Linked DNA regions of Sus scrofa: region 1 is linked to region 2. A link is a contact called in public Hi-C data. All regions are on one chromosome and are shown on one strand. Each heading gives the region's core, a stretch centred on a gene start, on an enhancer-like site or on the middle of the called end of the contact. The rest is flanking DNA. Distances are from core to core; before and after follow the strand shown.

The links. A called contact is a pair of places that touch in the nucleus more often than the background predicts.
Region 1: a contact with region 2 is called in a Hi-C map of retroperitoneal adipose tissue, with 1.8 times the contacts expected there. The contact joins two enhancer-like sites. A contact is called at or near these places in 4 of 47 Hi-C or Micro-C datasets (embryonic fibroblasts, mesenteric adipose tissue, retroperitoneal adipose tissue and 1 more).

The regions. Positions count from the first base shown.
Region 1 is chr6:27,035,798-27,039,941 of Sscrofa11.1, reverse strand. No RefSeq gene overlaps it. Among named protein-coding and RNA genes, the nearest start is that of CDH5, 71 kb to the left of the region's middle. Within about 2 kb of position 2,086, at least 27 of the 83 cell types and tissues checked have an H3K27ac peak or open chromatin away from gene starts, as enhancers often do. A contact at or near this core is called in retroperitoneal adipose tissue, where this site is marked.
Region 2 is chr6:25,710,419-25,714,507 of Sscrofa11.1, reverse strand. No RefSeq gene overlaps it. Among named protein-coding and RNA genes, the nearest start is that of CDH11, 160 kb to the left of the region's middle. Within about 2 kb of position 2,272, at least 12 of the 83 cell types and tissues checked have an H3K27ac peak or open chromatin away from gene starts, as enhancers often do. A contact at or near this core is called in retroperitoneal adipose tissue, where this site is marked.

The DNA.
Region 1 (4,144 bases), core at 837-3,336, 1.3 Mb before region 2:
CTGCTGCCTTGATGCTTGACACAAGGTTCATGGGAGACATGCTTCTGGAAAGTGTTCTTGAGAAAGAGAGACTTTTTCCTGTGGGTGAAAAAAGCCTTATCATTTAGGGGGTGAAAGGGGTGAGCAGAGAACAGCCTGGGCAGAGGGAGCTGCATGTGCAAAGGCCCTGAGGCTGCTGGGAGAAGCATGACCAGTTCTAGGAAGGCATCAAAGGGGTCCCCCAGGCCTCTTTCCTGCTGGTTCCACACTCTTCCTGTCCCCATGGATCCACAGATCCCACCCGCCAGCATCCTTGCACCAAGGTCCAGCCGTTTATAACCAAGGTGAGAGTCTGTCTGAGTGTGGACACACTCCTGCTTCATTTCTGGGATTTTCTGGGGGAATTGCTGGGCAAGCTCCCATAAGAGAGAAGGGCAGAGAAACTCAGCGAAGCAGTTCAGTTTGGCCTCTGCCTCTAGGGTAGTGGTAACAGCAGGGGACAATCAGACTGATGGGATATGTGTGAATGGTACACCCTCCCCTCTTGTTCTTCCTTTTCCAAGATCTCTCCAAGATTCACCCCTCTCTCGGTCCTGGGGCTGTGGGGCCCCGCTGGCACAGTGGAGGCCTTGCCTCGTTTCCAACAGCACTTACTCTTGAATGGGAAACTGGATTCTGTGCTCGTCTTTCCACCTCAAGGATGCTTCTGGTCAAGCCTGGAAGCCTAGGCTTGCAGTGGCCCCGCTTTCTTGCTCTAGTTTCCCTTCCCTCCCCTGCTAGCCCCTCCGATGCACCAGGCTCAGCTCTGCAGCCTGCAGACACCACGTGGGGGTGGGGGTGGGGTGGGGCGGGGAGGTGTGCAGGGACCTGGGTGGGTTTATAACAGATTGACCGGAAAGCTTGGAGGAAAAAGCTCGGAAAGGTACTCAGTTCTCCTGTGCTGGAGGCCAGACAAAGGAATCAGGCAGCCAGTGAGGATTCTGCTCTTGCATGTGTGGCACACGTTGGACACAGGTAAGGGAGGGCCACAGCTGAAAGTGAGGGCACAGCGAGTCCCTGTGCTGGAGGCATTGATGGAGCTTGGAGAAATCATTCTGACAGGCACATGCTCCATGCTTAGTTCTTCCCTGAAGCTGCTTTCCTTCTCCTGCCTTGTGGACCACCCATAGGCCAGCAGATGGACAGAGGCCTGGGTGGGTGGTGGGTGGGGAGAGAACTCCCACTCCCTCCCCATGGCTCCATCTAGCTGCTCTAAGCCTTGGCCTGGGCAGTTCACTCATGCTCATGGCCTGTCCCCCGATACCAGGGAACTTGAAATAAGATGCCCTGGACCCTCCACAAAATAGGGGCTCCAGCACTCCAGGACCGCCCTGTCTTAGACGAGAATTTTCTTTTTCCCACCACACCCCATTCCTTTTTTATGCCCTTTCCTCTTTCGGAATCAAGACTGCGTAGATTAACATCCTACCTTCCCCTCTAACTGTGTGACTTTGGGCAAGTTCCTAAGCCTCTCTGCGCCTCAGCGACCTCATTCATATGCAGATAACAGTAGGCCTATGTGGGAATCTTACCTGGAAATTGCTTAGAAGAGCCCCTGGCACTGAGGAAGGAAGTGCCCCTTAGCTATTATTAGGATGGCCAGGGTGGGAAGTGGGTTCTGCCTTTAGGACCTTAAACTCAGCACAGTAAAAGGGAGCTTTCAGACACCCTCCGCTGCCTGAGTTTAAAGTGAGGTCGGGTGAGGACGGGGGTCACACGAATGTGAGATTCTGCATTTAGGCATCACTGTTTGGGAGAAGAGCTAAGATCTCAAGGAGAGAATGCCCATTCTCTTTGGAGGGGGGGTGTATGTGACAGCAACGGGTCCATGCGGTCCGCTTTTAAATACGTAGACGGGGGGAATTTTGCCTGGGGCCTGAGGGCAGCCGTTTTGGTGCTGGCGGGGTCAGGTGGGGTACCGGGAAGCCCCGGCTGGCAACGGCGGCGACCTTCGCCCCTATGGCCGCCAGGTGGTGCTGTGGCCACGCGGCCGCCCGCCCGCCTCCCCGCCCGGCCCGGCCCCGCCCCGCTCAGCCCAGCGAGCCGCGCCTCCCGGCGGTGCTGCGGCCGCGCCCCCCGCGAGCAGCCCGCCAACGCTGCGCGGTCTCGGCTCCGCACCAGCCCCTTACTCCAGTCTCCGCTGCCCTCGCGGCGGTCACCGCGGGGAGCCGCCCGGCCCTGCGGAAGGTGGGACGCGCTGAGGCCTACCGCCCTTCCCGCCTCAGTTTGCTCGCCCGCGAAGCGGCGCTGCGCGCTCCCCTGGCGGCCACGCCTCCGGCCCACGCCTTCTGGTTTCGGGTTCTTATGGGTCACCGGCCCTGGAACGAGGTACCCAACAGATCCGGGTCCCTTCGTTTGTCCGGTCCGAGCTAGCGACTCCTCCTTCCTCCCTGCAGTCTCCCTCCTTCCCTTCTCCTTTCTCTCTTGCTATGGGTTCAGCAGAAGACTCTGCATTTGATTCTGGGTCTTTTCTCTCCGGAGGAGATGCCCACCCTGTGGCACTGGAGCGTCCATCCTGCCGCCCCCTGACCCTCCCCCTGGACACCCTCACAGGCACCTTTGATCTGATGCGTCCGGAAGTGAATTCATCACCCCCTCGCCCCAACCCCAGCCTGCTTTTTCTCCAGTGGCCCTTTCAGCCCCACCACCCCAAGAGGGGACAAAACCGTAGGGCCGAATGGCAGCCAGCAGCCAGATGAAGCCCACCTACCGGCTGCATCGGGGTGTGTGTGTGTGTGTTGCGGGGGAGTTAAATGGGAGTGTTCAGAGACCCAGGCCACACACTGACTGAAGCTGGCCCTCCCTGGGGCCCCCTGACTGTGCCTTTGGATGAAGTGCCCCCAGGATGCTGAACTTGGAGAGAACTGCCACTGGAAGGTCTCCGAGGCCACAGAGTATGGACCTCTGAAATCTGAGACGGGTGTGTAAATGTGCTATTGAGGTGTTCGGCTAAAGTACATACTGGCCCATTATAGTGTAAGAAGATCTAAATGTGAGCCTGTTAGGTGTGAGTCTCTGTGGACCCTGGGTAGGTGGTGTAGGGGTTCAGGGCCACGTGGGATGCTCCGAGGAGCAGGAAAAGGGGGGGCTTTGAGGAGGAAGGCAGGGGGGTCTGGAGCAAGGGGGGCTTCACGTTTTTAGAGCTAGGAGGAGCCTTTTATCCCCAGCTCCCCTTACTCTATTATTGGTCCAGACGCTGGCCCAGAGGGAGACAGTGAGTGAGGGCAGGCAGCCTTCCTAGAGGCAGTAGGGAGCTATAGAAAGTTCTAGAGCACTCTCCAGGATGAGAAGGTCATTTCTCCAACTAGAGGGGAGGGTCTGCAGGCCTCTCTCTGTCATCCAAGTCCTGGGCCTGGAGCCGATTCCTCTCCAGGGAATAGGGAAAGACCCTGGAGCCATGGCTAGTCTCTTTCAGGGACTGTGGACACAGATTCAAATGTGATGTCCCTTTATTGCTCCTCTGCGGAGAGGAGGTAGAGGGACCTCCGTCAGGGGCACCACCTCTGTCCCTGCTGGGCTTCTCCTTGAGTGAGTGCTGTATTTCCATTAAGCTGGCAAAGCAGTAAAAATCATTTCTTTCTGAACAGGGGGCTTACACATTCATACTTTTGAAGGCATCTATAAAAAAATGGAAAGGGTGCAAAAGCATGAATCTCCCTCCATTCCAGACCCCAGCTTCCCACTTCCTCTTCCTGGAGGCAGTGATCCTGACCAGCTTCCCCACAGCATCTTGGATGCTCTGTGCACGTTAAAGCCTATGTGGCCATACATCTCCTCTTAAATGCAGAGCGCATTAGACAGCCAGCTCCAGCCCTTTCCTTTGACTCAAAAATATATATATAAAAAAAAGTCTTCGAGACTGTTTCGTATCTGTATGAGGTTGATCTGTCTCCAGCTGAGTAGTTAAAAGCCTGGCTCTGGGGACACTGCTCATGCTTGAATCAGGGTCCATCATTTACTAGCTGGCGACTGTGGGCAAATTGCTTAACCATTTTTTTTGCTCCACTCTCCTCATTTAAAAAACAAAGGTAATAATACTTATTTCATGAAGTCATCATGAGGATTCAAAAACAAAAACGCTCCACACAGGCCCTGGTATGCAGTAAATGCTCAATAAATGATAATT
Region 2 (4,089 bases), core at 1,023-3,522:
AGCCATGGCTGCAACCTACACCAGAGCTCACAGCAATGCCAGATCTTAACCCACTGAGCAAGGCCAGGGATTGGACTTGCATCCTCATGGATACTAGTTGGATTCATTGCCACTGAGCCATGACAGGAACTTGTGAACTCCAATTTTCTTATGCTAGAATTTTTCTCAAATAGAACTCATGTTTGGGAAGGGACAGCAGTGCAATTTTACAGAAGTAAATTTGATGATTTCATGGACCAAATGGTCTATAAAACAAAGTTTTGATAGCTGCCCAATATTCTAGTGGAAGGTTAAGGCAAGCCAGGTAGAGAGGAATGGCTGGACAAAATAAGGGGATCTTGAAAGTTCAGTCTTAATTGAGCTGGTTTTCTGGGTTGACCAGAACCAGAGAACACCCAAAATACTACTGACTTCATTCAAGCATTTTTGTATATGCCTACTCTGTGCTGGACACTACTTGAACTAACAGATCAGTGTAAAACAACCAAAATATATGTCTCTGTCCTTTTGGAAATCATACATACACAGAGACATACACACACACTCTTATCCTGAAGGATTGTTATTTTCTACAAAATGGTCAATAAAGAATCTCTAATAAGGTAACTTCTGAGCAGAGATCTGAAGAAAGTGAGGAAGTTAGTTGTGCTTACCCACAAGGGAGGAATTTTCTAGGCAGAGGGAACAGACGTGAGTCTGAGGGAAACTTCAGACAGACTGAGAGACAAGTATATTCAGGGAAAGGGATCATTCTGAGCTTTGTGCAGCCAGTTTCTGAGTTTTTCCTCTCCTCATCAATGCTGCAGAAAAAAAAATGTGCATATAGTGAATATTGTTCAGAATTAGATGTGTTTAATTATGAATATGACTATACTACTTGCCAGCTATACTTCTGTTTTGCTTCTTCAGCAAAAACTTCTGTTTTCTTTATGGAGCCTTACATTTTTTAAATTGTTGATATAGGAAAATGTAGGTTGGATAAATGTGTGGCCGACTTGGTGGCTGATGGCTGGGCAGGTGGAAGGAGAGAACGACTGGTTGCTAACAGGTCCTTCTATCCAGATTATTGTTGGAGTACGCAAAACCAAATAACCTCTTCCAAAATGTTGCTTTAATATCTATTTCTGCCTGATAGTTCTAAGATGTATACTTTCATATCTGTTTTTCTCACTGAAACTTATGAGATGCCCTTGCCTGCATTCTTCTCATTTTATAGCCAAGTAACCAAGGATCAGGGAGACCCGGAGTCTAATGAAAGTTGTCACAATCACTGACAGATCATTCACAGTGTGAGCTCTGGTTTTTACTAAGAAGGCTGCTCTAATCTTGTGCTATGAAATGCAACATCTCCTTCACACATTCTGGGACAGAAGTGTTGTATATGATATTTTATTCTCTTTCTTTTTCTCTTTTCATTCCTTATTACCTTTTCCTTTTCTTTTTTTTGCTCTAATTTTATCCATAAAACCTCTCATCTTCTATTCTTTCCATGTCTATTGAATTTCAGATGAGTCCCTTTTTTCTACGCTACTTCATCATAACTGTTCAAGGGCTACAGGTAAGGCAGAGGGGAGAATTTTGACAGTTTTTGGTTGTTGTTGTTTTCCTATGAGATATGTATAATCTTTCACCAACATGAGGTCGGGTCTGTTAACACGACTTGCTTTGGCTAATGAAATATGAGCAGATTTGACACATGCTACATTGGAGCAGAAGGTTTAAGAACCACCATGGGGTTGTACTCTTGCTTTCCTCCTCCACTACTAGAAAACAATTCCTAGGTAGGGGGTTACCCTGCATCCTGGAGTGAAGCAGACCCTTGGAGCAGAGTGGCAAGAAACCCACAGACAACATGTATCATGTGTGAAAAATCAAATTCTGTTTGTAATTCATTCCGAGTTGAAGGTTCTTTGTTACAGCAGCAAACCCTGGCTCATTTATACACATAGCAAGAGCACTTTTCAGGCTCTTCTGAGCTGTCTCATGCCTCATGTCATATGAGTCTTATTTCCATATTCGTAAGCAAGCCAGGTTTGTTATTATTCCCATTTTAGAGATGCAGTTTAGGCTTAGACAGTATGTGCCAAAGAACAAAAAATCTCCTCCAGGAAGCAGAGAAAAAGAACCTTAGTGAAGTTCCCTTGATACCTTTTGCAGCTTTCTGCCCTTAATCACATCCTGACACATAAATGAGTTCAGTTCAGGCTGTTCCAGGGCTCATTGGAAGCTACATTAAGCCATTCAGGGTACTAAGTGCACTTACTGTGAGGAGGACATGAATCATTAAACATTATCCCAGTGACCTGAAAAGTTCATGCAAAGAGCCTTCCTTATCCCATGCTGAGGTTTATTCACCCAAGAGGCCTCGTCTCAAATACATGTTAGGCCCAGCCTTGACACAGTGCATCCTATGTCGTGGAATGGGTAAGGGCCCTTTTGACTGTCAGCCCAGCCACAAAGGGGACCAACTGTGTCTGGTCTCGGGAGAGCAAGGGCAGGTCAGCAAAGTCCTGTTTCTAGGGAAAATCAGCAGAATCAGAGAAATGACCATAGTGGGTCCTGAGCTGAGTCAGGCGGGAACCAGCCCAAGTCTGGGCAGAGGGACACTTGAGAACAGGGCCCTGGGGATTAGTGAAGAGCTGAGCTTGCGGTGGGATGGGGAGATCGATTACAAATTACACTGAGTGGTATCCAAACCGAGGGGAACAGGGCAAAGAGTATCATTTCCAATCCCATGGGCTTTATGATGACTCCTTACGCTTCAATTTTTTGGTGAGAAAATTGGACTGTGTATTCACATTTTAGATGTTTTATTTAAGCTGTTATTCCGCGTTCTACTTTTTTATAATTTTTTTTTTTTGCATTCTGTTAATGTTACCTCAGAACAACCACTTTTCTTTTTCTCTCTCAAATGAGAAACTATGAATACTTGCCAGAAATATCAAGTTAATGCCCAAGCCAGCTCTATGTTCTGATTTATCTTCCACGTTGACTCCGAGTAACAGAGCCATACATTAAGGAACAAAGCTCGCTGCCGGGGTATTTATAACCTTGTCTTTTAAAACATTTGGCAGACGTTCAGGCCCTCCATATGTTCGCAGTATTAAACTTTACCATAAAAGGAACTTAAGAGTTACATTTGAAGAAAGCTGGTATTGTATGGTCTAAAAGTCTGGCAGTTAAAAAAGAAATAATCGAGTCCAACTTGAAATAACAGACGTTCTGTGATCCTGCTGAAAGTTTAAATGCCACACAACAAAGTTCTGCTCTCCCTAACGCTGCAGATGTCATATTTCAGGAACACTTTCAGTGACTCAGAGCAGACACATTGAGTTTCTGAGTCTGGTTTAATAAGGAGCATTCCTGAGTGGTGAGGACTAGAAAGGAAGGCTATGGGTGGTACTTTACTTCCTCCCAGGAAATAAAGCCTACAGAAGTTGGGAAGCCTCCTATGGGGGCAGAATCTCTCCATTGGGTCAAGCAAATTTGTGAAGATATAGGAAGAAAATACTGGAATCTGTTTTTATATCCATATACAGACAGACCTCATTTATTGCGCTTTGCAGATGCTGTGTCTTTTACAAAGTGGCAAGCTTGCACTGAGCAAGTCTATCAGCATCATTTTTCCAACAATATTTGCTCACTTCATGTCTGTGTCATATTCTGGTGGTTCTCCAAATATTTCAAACTTTTTCATTATTATTGTATTTGTCACAGTGATCTGAGATGTTTGATGTTCCTAATACAAATTGCTGAAGGCTTAGATGATGGTTAGCATATTTTAGACATAATGCTGTTCCACAGTTACGCTACAGTATAGTGTAAATATAAGTTTGGCGTAACCATAATTTTTATATGGACCGGGAAACAAAAAAAATTCGTGAGTGACTTGTTTTATCATAATATTTGCTTTGTTGTGGCAGTCTGGAACTGAACCTGCAGTATCTCTGAGGTACATCTGTATCTAGAAAGAATTTATATCCACTTATCTAAACGTCAGAAAAACATCTTTTTCTGATACTTACACATTGATTGAAGGTGCTGCCATCACTCTCCATCTTTCAGAGGGTTCCTAATCCTGAACAATAT